Linked DNA regions of Sus scrofa: region 1 is linked to region 2. A link is a contact called in public Hi-C data. All regions are on one chromosome and are shown on one strand. Each heading gives the region's core, a stretch centred on a gene start, on an enhancer-like site or on the middle of the called end of the contact. The rest is flanking DNA. Distances are from core to core; before and after follow the strand shown. Region 1 holds the start of AKR1E2 (aldo-keto reductase family 1 member E2). Region 2 overlaps LOC106505208.

Region 1 (7,226 bases), core at 3,636-6,135, 390 kb after region 2:
ACCCCCCACGGGGTAGGAATGGAAGACCCTGAATCCCGGCCCATTGTCAGGACACCGTTTGGCAATTTCGGGCGCAGAATGGGGAAAGGGGGCCTGTCTTCCCTCCTGCGCCACCTGAGAGCTCAGCCCCCCAGGTCCAGCGTTAGCATCTCCCCTTCTTTGCTAAGAATCCCCGTCGTGGGGAGACATAAGGAAGAGAGAATCAGTACAGGGCTGCCCGCGCAGAGCGAGGCCTTGGAAATGGTGAAACCTAAAGCCGGCACTCAGAGCCGTTGCAGCTGCTGATCTGGCCGCTGCCTCAAGCCACAGGGTGGCTGTGCTGGAGGTAAGTGGCCCCCACGTGCCCCGGCTCTTCCACCGCCCAGTGCGACGTGACCAGGGAGCAGGGGCTGCCCACGGGTGTCTCCCGGCTCCTGTGCGGTACCTTGAAGCCCATGGGCCAGTGTATGAGGTACAGGTCCAGGTACTGCAGCTTCAAGGCCTTCAGGCTCCTGGTGCAGGCCGACTTCACCAGGGACTTCTTATGGCAGGTGCACCAGAGCTACAGGGAGGGGACGGAAGCGGTGACACACATGCCCACAGCCTGGCTCATGTTAACACACCTCGCCTGATCCCACAAACCAGGGTCTGGAGGGCACATGACATCCAAGACCCGATGGCAATAAAGACAACAGGGCAGGGGCGCTACCTCAGACGGTTCCAGGACACCCCCGGGAGGGAACGGCAAGGCGGGGCCCCTTCTGCCTGATGCCCGCTGGAGGACCTGGACGACACTGGGAAGTACTTTACAGGAGGGCTGTCTGGTTCTTTGGGACCCAAAGCAAAACCAAACCCCCAAAATGCCCACAGGCAGAAAAGATTTGAGGAAAAAAAGTCAGAAGAATTTCTATCTTGTGTTTCCCACTTAAAGAGAATTCATATTAAAGGTTCTCTACCATCACTTGGGCTCATAAACATGCAGGTTAAACTGAGTACGTTTAGATATTTCCATCCATACCCTCTGCTAGGTAGAAAATTTGTAATTTCTTTTTGTCAGCATTGTTTCCCTCGGAAGCTAATCTGAAGGCTCCATCACAGCAAGAGAAAAAAAACCAAAAAACAAAAATAAGTAAAAGAAAGAGGATTGAAAGATACAAAAACAAACCACAGTGTATTAAAAAGAGAGAGAGGAAAACTGGAACTAAATGCATCACACTGTCAGCAACAGTACTCTCTCGATGGTATTTACATGATTTATTTTTTTTAAGTTATATTTCCGTGACTTCCAAATTTCGAGGATAGAGATGACACTTCCACGGCTGGCTCTGATCCACTCAGAGCCACCTGTCACCAACTTAGGGGCGAGCCTGCGAAAGACCCGTTACCGACACCCACATAATGATCAGGAGATCAGTCAAGTTCACCCCGAGGCCTCTTCCTGAGCAGCCCTCCAAGCTAGCTTTAGACAGCACGGATGAAGCACCGAGAGTAACTCAGAGTGACCCAGAAGAGCAAATCCACTACTGAAGCAACCGTACATCCTGCCAATTATGGAAACGGAGGCCGGGAAATCACTCAGGACACGTCAGATCCCCAGTCTCATCTTTTTGTCTTTTTACGGCCCCACCCACAGCACATGGAAAGTCTTCAGCTAGGGGTCTAGCCGGAGTTGCAGCTGCTGGCCTACACCACAGCCATAGCCACACCGGATCCAAGTCACATCTTCGACCTGTGCCTTCGATCACGCCCCTGGGTGATCCTTAACCCACTGATAGAGGCCAGGGATTGAACCCGTATCCTCACAGAAGCTATGCTGGGTTCTTAAGCCGCTGAGCCACAGTGGGAACTCCTGAAATATTTGTAAAAGCTCTGCATGTATTCTTGAAGCAGTACTCACGGACATCCCCATTCAAGCAGGGATGGAGTCACCCTCTGCTGGGAGGAGACGGAAAGCCCCCCACGTGCCGTGCCCACCCCCTCTCGGCCCAGCCCAGGGGGGCTCTGCGCCCTACCCTCTCGCAGGGGGTCCTACCTTGCTGACAATGAACAGGTCCTCCCGTCTCACCACGCCCTCGTCGATCTTGGCCTGGATCCCCACTCCGACCTCGTTCTCATTGTGGTACAAGTAGGCGCAGTCGAAGTGTCGATAGCCCGTGTCGATGGCCACTTTCACCGCCTCCGTCACCTCCCCCGGAGCGGCCTACAGAATGAATGAAGCAGAAGTAATCGGCCAACACTCGGGAGAGCCTGGCCCAGGCCTGCCCCTTTCACGCTAGAACAATGCAGCATCAGCAGTAGCTGCAAAAGGACGCTACTGCCTCGGTACATGAGTCCATCGTAAAATTAGGGAGTGTCGTTCGGAAAGAATTCACAGATTATCTACGATCAAATTCCTTTACTTATGTGGGGAAATGCTACATTTTCAGTCATTTTAGTGCCTGTAAATAACTGAGCTAGATGCTGTGCTTCCAGGCTGGACAAAGGAATAAATGGATTTAGGAGGAACAATGACCATGAATGAGATGCAAGGAGGTAATAGACGCACCCCCACCCCACAAAGCCCGTCAGCCCAGAGGTAAAGCTAGACAGGTGCGCTCAAAGGTAATCCATCCCACGGAGCATCTGCCAGAACCCAAAGGAACAGAGTGTGGACGTGTGGGAAAGAAGGCTCCCTGAAACAGGGTTGCTCAAGCAGGCGAGGGGCCTGGAACTCAGGGAAGAGGCACAGGATGGGGCGCGGGATCACTGCACCCAGCGTTCCCAGAGGGCTTCGCAGCTCACAAGGCGCTTTCTCACGTGAACGTCACATGACCCCACAAGACGCACCAGTACAAGGATCTTCACGTAACAAGAACATGGTCAGAGTGGCTGAGCGCTAATGAACCCAGTGTCCATCTCGAGTTAGAAGGACCACGGAGAAATTACAAGGGAAGAGAAAATGAAAATAAGAATGAGTATCAACAATGGGTAGGGAAAATCGACAAGGCCAGAGGTTAGTTCTTTGAAACCCCTTAATAAAGGAGACAAACTTTTTTTTTTTGGGGGGTGCACACCCAAGGCATATGGAAGTTCCCCAGGCCAGGGAGGGAATCCTAGCTGCATTTGCGCCCTACAACACTGCAGCTGCAGAAACACCAGATCCTTAACCCAGTGCACCAGGCTGGGGATCAAACCTGCAACACCACAGAGACAACGCTGGATTTAACCTGATGCCAACCCACAGCAGGAATTCCCAAGGAGACAAACTTTTGACAAGACTGAGAAGACTGATTGTTTTAAATGACGTGAAAGAACATCCAATGCTTTCACTGACATGTGGAATCTGAAGAAAGGACAGACGGACGGAACTTCTTTGCAAAACAGATGCTGACTCACAGACATTGAAAAACTTATGGTCTCTGGAGGAGACAGTTTGGGGGGTGGGGGGATGTGCCTGGACTGTGGGATGGAAATCCTGTGAAATCAGATTGTTATGATCATTATACAACTACAGATGTGATCAATTCATTTGAGTAATAAAAAAAATGGAAGAAGGAAAAAATAAATAAGTAAATAAATGACATGAAAGAAAAGCAGTACATGTAGATTAAAAAAAAGAGAGAGAGATTTAACATCTAAGAACCTGGGAGTTCCCGTTGTGGCTCAGTGGGTTAAGGACCCGATGTTGTCTCTGTGAGGATGCTGGTTTGATCCCTGGTCTTGTTCAGTGGGTTAAGAATTTGGTGCTGTCACAAGCAGCTATGGCGTAGCCCAGCTGCAGCTCTGATCTGACCCCTAGGCTGGGAACTTCCATACGTCTCAGGTGCGGCTGTAAAAAGAAAGAAATAAAATAAAATATAAGAAACTATTATCAATGACTAGAAGCTGATAATTTGGAATGAAATGGAAAAATTCCTAGAAAAACTTAAGAAGTAAAGTTCTATAATTGAACTGAACTGTCCTGTAATTATTTTTAAAATGAAGCAATTAAATACAACACACACATAGCTGCAAAAAAATTACAGGTTAGAATTCACCCCACTTTATAACAAAATCCTTCCAACAAAAGAAAAAGAGGAAATAATTCCAATTCATTCTGCCAAACCGCGATGAATTAAACCACATTCCTGACCTCTACGAGTTGATAAGTGAATAGAAGAAATAATTTGAATAATATTTTAACGAGCAAGGGTTGATCATTCTAATTCCTACCCATCCAATAACTTCCTATGTGACTTCTTAAATGAGTATCTTTTTATCAAAACCTAAGGGGTTTTCTGCATTTTTTTTAAAGCAAATAGGAAAGCCTTTTTAGTTAGTGCTGTGTCTAAAGTCCTGACAGCAATTAGAAAGTCCAAAGTAGAGAAAAAGGTCCAAAGTGCCTCCGCTATCAGGTTTTCACACCCAGAAGAAGGCAAAGTTTCAAAGTTTCTTTTCAAAATTAAGTTGGCGATGACAGCGTTTCCTTGTCTTTTTGAGACAGACATTTCTCCATCTCCCGGTTGTCTGCTGCTCTGATCTGTCAGGTAACTGCCAATCTTCCTGCCCAAATTCAAGCTGGACAACCTTTTCTTCTGGACTTTCCCAGACATTATTTCTGAATAATTATGATTGGGACTCAATATGAAATACCATAAGGACAACCCTCATTTTCAGAAAATCTGCTGCCTAAATATTCCATCTTTCAAACACAGCAAGAGCCCTCCCCCCCCGGGGGGGGGGGCAGGTGCGGGCGACCAGCTGGTCCTGTGGAGGCTGCGGCAGGCGTCTCCTCCGAGGGGTCCAGGCGGGTGCCCCCACCCCAGGTGGCCCCGCAGGTGCCCCCCGCCCACGTCAGCGCGCGCCAAGGAAAGGCGCCGCCCCTCCCGGACGGCGAGGCTGCCTCACCTGCCAGGTGCCCAGGCCCAGGACAGGTATCTTCTCCATTGTTCAGATCAGGTCTGGGGCTGCCGCGCGACTCCAGAGGGACGCCACCTAAGGGGACAGCCAGTTTAGGGGGCGGCACCGTGGCGGACACAGGTGGCCTGATTGGCTGACTGGCGGAGGTAGCTGGTTAGTGGGCGGGGCACTCAGGCAGTGGCCACGCCCACGAGCGCAGAGGCCGCTGGTTGGGCGTCCGGGAGTGGTTGTGCGCACGCGCCGGCACCGGCGCGGGGCATCGGGACCTCGGCAGGAGCCGACCCACCGCCCGTCTTCTAGCAACTCTCCAGCGGCTCTCTGCTTCCGGACTTGAAGATGCCGGCTGCTGAGCAGGGATCCGGAGGTCCCAGGGTCGTCTGGGCCAGGGCAGTCCCAGGGCAGCGGGAAGAGGACAGGATCTGGGGCCTTGTGTCCACCAATGAGTGCCTTGGAGGAGGGTAAGCCCCCGACAGTCCTGCTCCCATGGCGACACTCCTACTCCACCCTCCCAAGAGATAGGAGGGAAGGCCTGCTTCCTCCTCCACAAATTGATGTGTTGGGTCGGACCCCGAGAGTCTCACAGGCTCGTAGAAGAGTTTTTGGCCTTGGTTCTCCATTGGTGACTTGCCAAAATAAATACATGCAGGATGCGAGGTCCCCTGACACCCCCACCCCTAGAGCCCACAGGGACCTCACTGACTTGATGACCCTGCAAGGATGTGTTTTAATTTCTGTTTCCTGCCCGGCGCCGCAGTGCTGGCGCTGACCAGCAGAGGGCGGTTGTGCCCATTGTCGTCAACGGAGTAACTGGCTCTGGAAAGGACACCCAGGGTCATTCTGGGTGTCCCCCTGCCTCCTCTTATTATTAGCCTCCATCTCCACAGAATGAGCTGCTCGGAGGGTGGAAGGGGCCCCGAGATCCTTTTATTATTCATTCATCAATTGTGCTCTCAGCACTCACCCCGAGTTGGGGTCTTGTGAAGTCTGTGGGTGGGGCTGAAAGGCCCCACGTGGTCCCTGCCCCGCCCAGGAACTCAGAGACCCTACAGGGAGGTGGACCAAAGCAGAAAAGCAAATCCGTGCGCAAGAGGAGAGCACGTGCTCTAGGGAAATAAATTGGGAGCGGGAAAGAGGGCCAGGAGCTCCTGGTGACCAGAACGACCAGAGGCGCCAGCCCTGGGCACATCTGCCAGCGGCGTGGGGCCCAGAGGTGCAGAGGAGAATTTGGCCCGGGAAGGAGGTAGGACAAGAGCCGGCCTGGGTGACTAGAGCCCGCGCGCGTGGGGAGGAGGGAGGGGAGAGGGCAGGGTCAGATCCTCAGCCTGAAAGGAAGTACTAGCAAGTCTGTTGCCCTGTGACAGCATCATGCTAACTCAGTGGCTTTCAAGAACAAGCATTACAAGAATAAGCATCTCAGTTTCTGTGACCAGCCTCCAGGCTCTGCTCAGCTGGGAGCCTCTGCCCCTCGGTCTCCAGGGCACTGGGCCCTGCTCCCAAAGCCACCCCCCCCCCTCCCGGTTGCCCACATGTTATTTGCAGGGTTCAGGTTGCCTGGAGGTCAGTTGCTGAGCCCTCTCTTGGTTCTTTGCAATGGTGGGCAGGGGGTACTCAGGACAGAGCAAGCAAGACAGGGTCACTGACTTTCTGTATGTCCTCTGAGGTGAGAGCCCATTACCTTTATCCTCTTCTGTTGGTTAGAAGCCAGTGTCTAAGTTGAACCCACCCTCTGGGGGAGGGATTACACGTGCCTGCGAACCCGGACACAGAGGGCCGCTTAGGGGAGCAAGATAAGGCCCTTGGGGGCCTGATTCTAAATGTGGGGGGTCCTTGGAGAGTTTCATGCGAGAGAAGGCGAGGAGCGAATTTCATTTCAGCCTCCCCAAGGGACAAACTAGGACACGAGGCCAAGAGGGGAGGTGTCTCTCAGGAGATCACGGCAGAACCGACGCCTGTTTTGAGCTGAATGCCAGCTACATTCCCATCCCTCCCTGGTTTGTAGCCTTCCACCTCTGAGTCTGTACATTGGTCACATGTGGCGTCACCCCTGGGGTCTCGTGGTCTTGACTGTTACAGGCCTAATGACGCCCGGAAGCAGAGGCTGGTGAGGTCCTCACTGTGCAGACCCCGCGTGTTGGGGGTGGGCAGCAGGCTGTGGGGCTTCAGGCTGGGGCCTTGCCCTCGAGTGGCCCGGGTCTCAATGGCCAGGAGTCGGGCTCCTCCCTCCCTCTGCCTCCACCAATCGGCTCCTCCCTGGCCGGTTGCACAACTGCTTTTCATATATTTGGGGGAAAATTCTTTATATATTGCTCTGACTTCACATAATGGCCATGAGTATTTTTTCACTTTCCTGCTGTTAACATACATTATTT
Region 2 (7,733 bases), core at 2,707-5,206:
ACAGCCACAGCAACGTGGGATCCGAGCCGTGTCTGCAACCTACACCACAGCTCAGGGCAACGCCAGATCCTTAACCCACTGAGCAAGGCCAGGGACCGAACCTGCAACCTCATGGTTCCTAGTCGGATTTGTTAACCACTGAGCCACGACGGGAACTCCTGGGGGGTATTTTTTTCCTTCTAGTTTTGTTGACACATAGCTGACACAGAGCAGTGTATAAAGTGTGCAACACACATCGCAGCATCTACCACGGGAGGTTGAGTGAACATCCATCATCTCACACAGACACAACACTAAAGAGAATTTTTTTTTCCTTGTGATGAGAATTCTTAGGACTTACTCAACAACTCTCTGCAGTGTCATCTCTATCACGCTGCACGTTACATGCCTAGAACTTCTTTATCCTGTACCTGGAAGTTTGTGCCTTTGGACCACCTTCACCTGATCCCCCCGCCCAGTGATTCTACTTTTGCAAGTGCACCTTCAAGAAACCCTGAGAGTGTCATAAGGAGACGGGTATTTGGTGTTTTGCAAGGTGTGTAACAAAGACCCCATCAGCAGGGGAGGAGATGCGGGATATACTCGTGTAGTCATATAAGGCTCAGACTCCGTGATAAGATCAATTAGTCACACGTTTTAACACTCAGAGATCTAAAAACTACAATGGCAGATGAAAGAATGTTGCCAACCTAACTGACACGTAGTATGAATCCCTTTGTATAAACTGAAATACAAAGCGGCCTAGACGTCTAAAGATACCCGTGTGTGTAGTGAACACATAACATTGCAGGACCCACATGCCAGGGCCCCCCGATGGTTACCTCTGGGTGAGGAAGGGACATGGGACTTGGGGCTAAGAACAAAGGGAACTTCAGCTCTCTGATGTTTAAAAAAGATTGCGGCAAATATGATGGAATGCTACTGTTCATGTTGGGTGGTGAACAGAACATGATATCAACATGCATGTAATTAACATGTGGTAACACATAGGTCGACATAAAAGTAGTAACACAGGGGTCTTATTCTCCATGTGTTTCAGTATTTTTATTCATAACCAGTTTTTTTGTTTTTGTCTTTTTTTAGGGCCGCGCCCATGGCATATGGAAGTTCCCAGGCTAGGGGTCTAATCGGAGCTACCGCTGCCAGCCTACGCCACAGCCACAGCAACGCTGGAGCTGAGCCGTATCTGTGACCTACATCACAGCTCGTGGCAACACCAGATCCTTAAGCCACTCAGTGAGGCCAGAGATCCACCCACGTTTTCATGGATACTAGTCAGGTTCACCACCGCTGAGCCAGGACAGGAACTCCCCTTAACCGAAGTTTAATGCAGAAGAGCGACAAAGGGCAGAACTGTCTTTTAAAAAAAGAGAGATCTGCATGACCATTGTAAAGTGGGTTCTGTTTAAGACTCCCTCTCAGAACCTTTCTAGGCTGTTGGCAGAAAGTAAGTTAGTGCAACCACTGTGGAAAACAGTTTCCCTCAGAAAACTAAACATAGAACTTCCATTGACCCAGCATTCCCACTCCTGGGCATCCATCCAGAGAAAACTGTAATTCAAAAAGATACTGCACCCCAATGTTCATTGCAGCACGATTCACAATAGGTAAGACGTGGAAGCAACCTAAATGTCCACTGACAGACGAAGGGCTAAGGACGCGGTACATACACACGATGGAACACTACTCAGCCATAAAAAACCCAAAATGATGCCATTTGCAGCAACATGGATGCAGCTAGAGACTCTCATACTAAGTGGAGTAACTCAGAAAGAGAAAGACAAATACCATATGGTATCACTTACATGTGGGATCTAAAAAATGGCACAAATGATCCCATACACAAAACAGAAACAGACTCACAGACGTGGAGAACAGAGTTGTGGTTGCTGAGGGGGAAGAGAGGGATGGACTGGGAGTTTGGGGTTAGTAGGTGCAAACTGTTACACTTAGAGTGGATAAGCAGTGAGGTCCTGCTGTACAGCACAGGGAACTGTGTCCAATCACCTGCGATAGAACGCAATGGAAGATAATATGAAAACAAGAACACACACACACACACACACACTGGGTCACTTTGCTGTACAGCAGAAATTGACGGAACACTGTAAATCAACTATAGCTTAATTTTTTTTTTTTTTAAACGGTACCCTTTCAGCTTCCAAGCCTTCCTGGAGATCAAAGCTTGTTCCTCTAAACCGAGGCAGCACCTCACAGCAGGAAGACGCAGCCGCAGAGCCTGGGTGCCGCGTGCCCTCTGCAGGTGGGGATACTGGGAGGCTCGGGGAGGGAACAGGTCTCCCAGCAGTGTCTCCCTCTCCTGCTCACCCTCCCTCCGTGTCCCTGTCTCCAGCGAAGGAGGCAGAGTCTCCCCCTGCCCCAGCAGCCCTGCACAGAGATGCTACACGGGGTGACCTGCGGATGCGTCTAGATGAGTCTGTACAAGGCTGGAATTTGTTCAAAGCAAGACCACAGGCCCCCATTATAGTCACTTAAGCTAAGCCCCGTGTCACCAAACAGACTTCATTACTGCGGAAGCACTCCCCACGTGGAAGCAGCCGATGAGCACCAGTTATGCAACCTGCCTGACAGACCCCACACTCCCTAAAGGAAAGTGACCTTGCAATTACCAACCTACATTTTGTCTAGAATAACTTTCTGGACCCGGCTTCCTGTCGCCCATAAACGTCTCTCATTTGGGACATCGTTTTGGACTTTTCCTTGCTTCCTTCCTTCCATTTTTCTGCTGGACTCACTGCATATGGAAGTTCTTGGGGCCAATGATTGAATTTGAGTGGCAGCTGCAGCCACACCCAATCCTTTAACCCACTACCCCAGGCCAGGGATCAAACCTGAACCTCCGCAGCGACCCGAGCTGCTGCAGTTGAATTCTCAAGCCACCTTGCCATAGTGGGAACTCCTCAGACCACCTTTCTACCTGCCAGACTGAATGCTGCCTGGTTTGAATGGATTTCCTGAAATAAACTCTTATAGCTTTTAATACGCCCAAGTTTAATTTTTAACAAGTCCTCTGGGACTTGAAGGATGACTCTGCTACCCGCTTCCTCCCTGGGTTGCTTTGTCGGAACCACTGCTCACACTTTCTTTCCAGGGGCAGCACCCTTCACGTTAAGTGTTGGAGTTTCCTTATTCAGGAAAACGAGCCTAAGCCTGGCTCCCATCACAAAGCCCACCAGCTCACACTGTGAGCAGCTGTGCCATCCCACGTTCCTTGGGCAGCCTGGTGCGTAAAGACTTCCAGAGCCTGGCGGCTTTGCTTTTTCTCTTTTCTCAGTGTGGGTACCACATGGAGCTGACAGCTAAACCCGTTAGGTAGGCGTCAAAGTCCTGCGATCTCTGGCAGTTTGAATGCAAACATGTCTTAAGTTGGTCCCGACTAAACAGAGCGCCTCCTAAAAGCCTGATGTCTCCAAACCACGAATAAAGGGAGGAGAGTCCTGATGAGTTTCTGCTACAGGCATTTCCTTCTTCAGATGGAATTTTACCCCCCAGCAGCTGGTCTCCAGGAAGGCAGTTCTCGTGAACCACAGACCTCAGAGACGAGAACGGGCCACGGAAGTCGGAGCTGGTGTAAAGCAGTTTAGCTCCTGCTTCCTGCCCGATCAGTGGAGAAAACTCCATTGCTTCTTGGTGTTGACTGAATCCTGCCACTCCTTCTGCTTTGGATCAGACACTGGATAAGACAAGAAACAGGAACCTTCTCTCAGCCCTTAGTCCACTCCCCCCCCCCCTCCTTCCATCCATCCTTTTTTCACCAGTTATTCTATTGCAGGTTCTCTGCTGGGCACCGAGGAAGCCAAAAACACCCTAAGCGCAAAAGCTAACACCCCAGACAAACATCCACACAAATTCTGGCCCTGAAGGACCAGAGCCCAGTTCGCAGGGAGCAGAGGGAGGAAGTGCATCTGGAAACGGGTTGGGAGAGACGCCCGAGCCCCAAACAGGAAGGAAGCCGCAACTCTGCTCTGGGAGGGAAGGGGAGGTGACGGTGACCGTTTCGCGAGTCCTGGGTTAATAAGTACGACCGCATTCGTTTTTACATCTGTGGTGCCGGCTAGTTTCCAAAGCTGTGTAAGGGCTTGGATTGTGCGGCCACGCTTTTCCAGGGCGAGCGGGAACTTGCTAAAGACGCCCCGAGGCGGCTTCTCTTCTGTTCTGTTCTTTTCTCCCAAACACGGAAACAAACGGGAAGTTTGATGCCGTGGTTTTCCCTGTGTAAAGCGTTCACTGCAGGCCTTTCCGGCACTTATCGTTGCACAGACCTGGAGGGGACTTGTGCAAAGGGCCAGACTGGGCCACGCAGGGAGCACGGGATTTTGCTTATGAGCCTCTGGGAACCTACGCCGTGCAGAACACGCATGGGTGATTTGAAAAACTGGAATTAATTGAGCCGTAGGGGTGACAAAAATCTCTCAGAGGCTACCTTCAAAGCGTCTAATCGTTTGGTTTTTGTCCTTCTTCTTTCGGGGAGTCCGAGGGATCCCCTGCTTCTTTAAAAAAAGCTGCAGAGCGGATTCAGCAAAAATAGGATTTAGTTCTATTTAAAGGCCAACTGAAAATGGGGTAAGCGCAGCACAGGGAGAAGCTGGAGGCTCAGAGGAGGGGAGAGGAAGAGAGAGCTCGGGTGGGAAATGGGGGTGGGGGGCACCAGGTCCTGCTTGTCGGGATTTCCAAGCCCGCCCACCATTTTCGGGGGCCTCCCCCAAGAGAAGACCGGCCAAAGCGCTCAGAACAGACGGAAGGGCCCAGTGTCCAACCACTACGGCACCGATCAAGCCCTCTTACCTGCAGGGCTGGAAGACATCAAAGCCCACACCTGGAGCCCAGAAGTCACACCTGGAAGGCAGCCCCGCATCCGCTCCGCGCGGCTCCAAGCAGGTGGCCCAATGGCGGAGACTCGCTAAACCAAATGACACCTCTAATAACAAGGAAACAGTGACCCGAGACGGGGGACTGTCTTATGTGGACACCCTGTTTCACGGAAACAAATACGACAAGCGCCCAGGCCAGCCTACAACATGTCCCTTGACGTTCTAGCAACACTTCATCGATTTACCTGACTGCCTGTGATGGCGAGGCCATTCTGCGAGGGGGGCTCTGCCTGGCCACAGAGGAAGAAGACCCAAAGCAAGGCAGCCGCCCACCCGAGGCAAACCCGGGGGCTCTGCTCAGGGTGGTGGGGATGCCGCGGGGCGGGGTCGCTGCCCCGTATGGGAGCAAAACGGAGTCCAAGGCTGGCAGAACCCCGACCGCATCCACCGGAGACTCAACAGAACCAACCACGATTTCAAAGATGGGCTTTTGGTTTGCACTGAACTTAAGTCTCCAGCCAATCACTCAACACAGACCCCGCCGTTCTCTTGTTTCTGGTCCAACGTCTCTAACTCCCCTCCCTTGTGAGATCACTGCAGGAGAGGACAACCTTCGCCATCTAACTTTGCAAAAAATCACTCAAACCTTCCAACCCTTGTTAACACCCCCCACCCCCCAGTCTTAACAACCCCGTCCTGAGAAGACACCTGCAGGCGGGGACCGAAGGAGGGAGGAGGAGGAGAGGGGCGGCGGGAGTGCTGGCACAGAGCAGCCTGGGTGGGCGACGGGGCTCCCCGGCCTTCCCTCCGCCCCTCGCTCCCAGTGAAAAGGATGCAGACTGTGCAGACGGCGCTGGAGCTAAGACCAAAAATCCTTTCAGGGCTCCGCTCATGCAGGGCCTTTGTGAAAGCTGTATCCATTTTTCCTGGACCCAAGACTCATTCCCTTTCTGGGTTTGTTTCCATGGGGGAGGCTGACAATCCGACCCAAAGCACCTCTGCTTTTACTTCTGAGATCCACTCGCCCCCCGAGTCAAGTGACGTCTTAATGTGCTCTTGGAGACCCTCGCACTGCAGCCGCCCCGAGGCTGGAGCCAGGCCCTGGGTGTCGCCGCCTGTAATCCCAGCACCCGCCTGGCGCAGGGTGCTTGCTGAACGAGGGGCAGGAGAACCGGGGTTTTTCGGAATCGTGTCTGGCCCTGGGTACCCACCGCCGGGGGAGGGAGGTCTGCTGGCTCCCACAGGTCTTTCCAATTACATCTGGCCCCTGCGTCCACTCTGCACAGAGGAAGGAGCCAGAACATCCCAGCAGGTTTTTACAGACATTGCCAGGTGGACACTGAGCCTCAAGCAGCAGGACTGTAGGCGAAGCTGGGTGGGGACACCAAGGGGTCTGAGATCGCACACCCAGCCGGGAGGGGCTGGCTTTGCGCGTGTTTGACATCTGGGGTTTGAACTTGAGCTGCACCTCGAGATGGAGGTGGGGGCGGCAGTGGGGGCGGTAAGTGACCATGCCCCCCGCCTCCAGCCTGTGCACAACACAAGGGAAGGAGCCCTCCATACAGACTTCTAGAACCTCCTGGCCCAGATGCTGGTCCACCCCAGTTCTGCTCCCACAGCTGCCCCAAGACCCACTGCGTTGGCGTTTCTGACCTTTGACCCAGCAGCGATCGGGGTGACATGGCACCCGGGCCACCTCAGACCTGTCGGCAGTGTCTGGAGGGCGAGAGAGGCTGCAGCGCCCAGTCCTCCAGCCAGAAAGTCAGCAAAACCGGGAGATAAAAGTGTGGCGGCTTCCACATTGGGAACCAGCCCAGGGCAGCACGGAGCAGACCCTCTGTGACGCTCTGTGACGCCCCCTAAGGCTGGTCCTGCCCTCCCCCATACCTCCCAGGGTGGTGGACCGGCCCAGCCTGCCCACCAGACTCACCTCTGACTGCCTACCCGAGGCAGGGACCGGCCACCTCTGGAGGGCGTCTGTCCCCTCTTGGTACAACTCTGAGATGCGAGTGATGCTCTTACCCACAGGCCCTCACACTGTCCTTGGGATGCAAGCCTGTCTTCCTCCCACTCGGCGGTCAGTCCTGCAAAGAATGAGGGTGGAGGCTGCTGAGCTTGGTCGCCTCCGGCTGTCACAACAGAGCAGCAGGCTGGGGGCTCACACGGTCACCTCTCACTGTTCTGGGGGCCGCACCTCCCAGACCCAGGTGTGTGGCTCTGGCCTGGGGAGAGCCCACGGCCCCGCCTGCTGAGGGCCACCTTCTCCACGGGGCCTCGCGGGGCCCAGGGAGGCAGCTCTGGTCTCGTCCTTCCAAAGAGAAAACAAATCCATGACCCGTGTGTCCTCTCTAACCCCAGAGGCCCCACCTCCACTGCCCTGTAACCGAGCAGGGCCCTGCAAATCCTCGGGGGGGGGGGGGCTCATGACCTCCGCCTGCCTTTTTAACTACAGAAAAACTTTAGTCAAAGAATCAATTTAATCAGAGAAGTAACAAAATGCAGAGAAAAAGGAAGGCAAGCAAGACAGGATATGATCGCTCAGCCATTCAACAAATCAAGGACCTTTAGTGCGTGCTTCTTCAAGGATTATGGAGACTATGCTGAGCCGTGTCCTTGGGGCTGTGTTTCAGGTGCTGAAGCCCCACCAGGTGGAAGAAGTCAACTGTGTGCCACCCGCAAGCATGGAGACCCCGGAGTGGTGGGAACCCGAAGGCGGATGATGCTGATGCCCAATGACCTCACCACCAGCCAATCAGGAAGCGCCCACGAGCTGACCACGCCCCGCTCCCTGAACCATCATCACCAAGACGCCTCACCATCCCAAGGGCAGCACAGTCCTTGAGATACTAGCCTGCGGTGTCCCCTCTTTGCCTGGAAATTAAAGCTACTTTTTCTGTCTCC

The links. Hi-C and Micro-C count contacts between places; a contact is called where the count stands out from the background.
Region 1: a Hi-C map of embryonic fibroblasts shows a contact between it and region 2, with 5 times the contacts expected there. The contact joins the promoter of AKR1E2 here to the enhancer-like site in region 2. A contact is called at or near these places in 2 of 5 promoter capture datasets (fetal skeletal muscle and liver), 7 of 47 Hi-C or Micro-C datasets (embryonic fibroblasts, fibroblasts, heart right ventricle and 4 more) and 1 of 2 datasets of contacts at active chromatin or transcription factors (alveolar macrophages).

Annotation. Positions count from the first base shown.
Region 1 is chr10:65,688,564-65,695,789 of Sscrofa11.1, forward strand. It overlaps AKR1E2 (aldo-keto reductase family 1 member E2), which reads right to left and starts at 4,886. Exons shown (of 11, transcript NR_145511.1): 1 at 4,846-4,886; 2 at 2,012-2,179; 3 at 425-541.
Region 2 is chr10:65,303,770-65,311,502 of Sscrofa11.1, forward strand. It overlaps LOC106505208, which reads right to left. Exons shown (of 6, transcript XR_001299386.2): 4 at 6,763-6,916. Among named protein-coding and RNA genes, the nearest start is that of ASB13, 33 kb to the left of the region's middle. Within about 2 kb of position 3,957, at least 6 of the 83 cell types and tissues checked have an H3K27ac peak or open chromatin away from gene starts, as enhancers often do. A contact at or near this core is called in alveolar macrophages, embryonic fibroblasts and retroperitoneal adipose tissue, where this site is marked.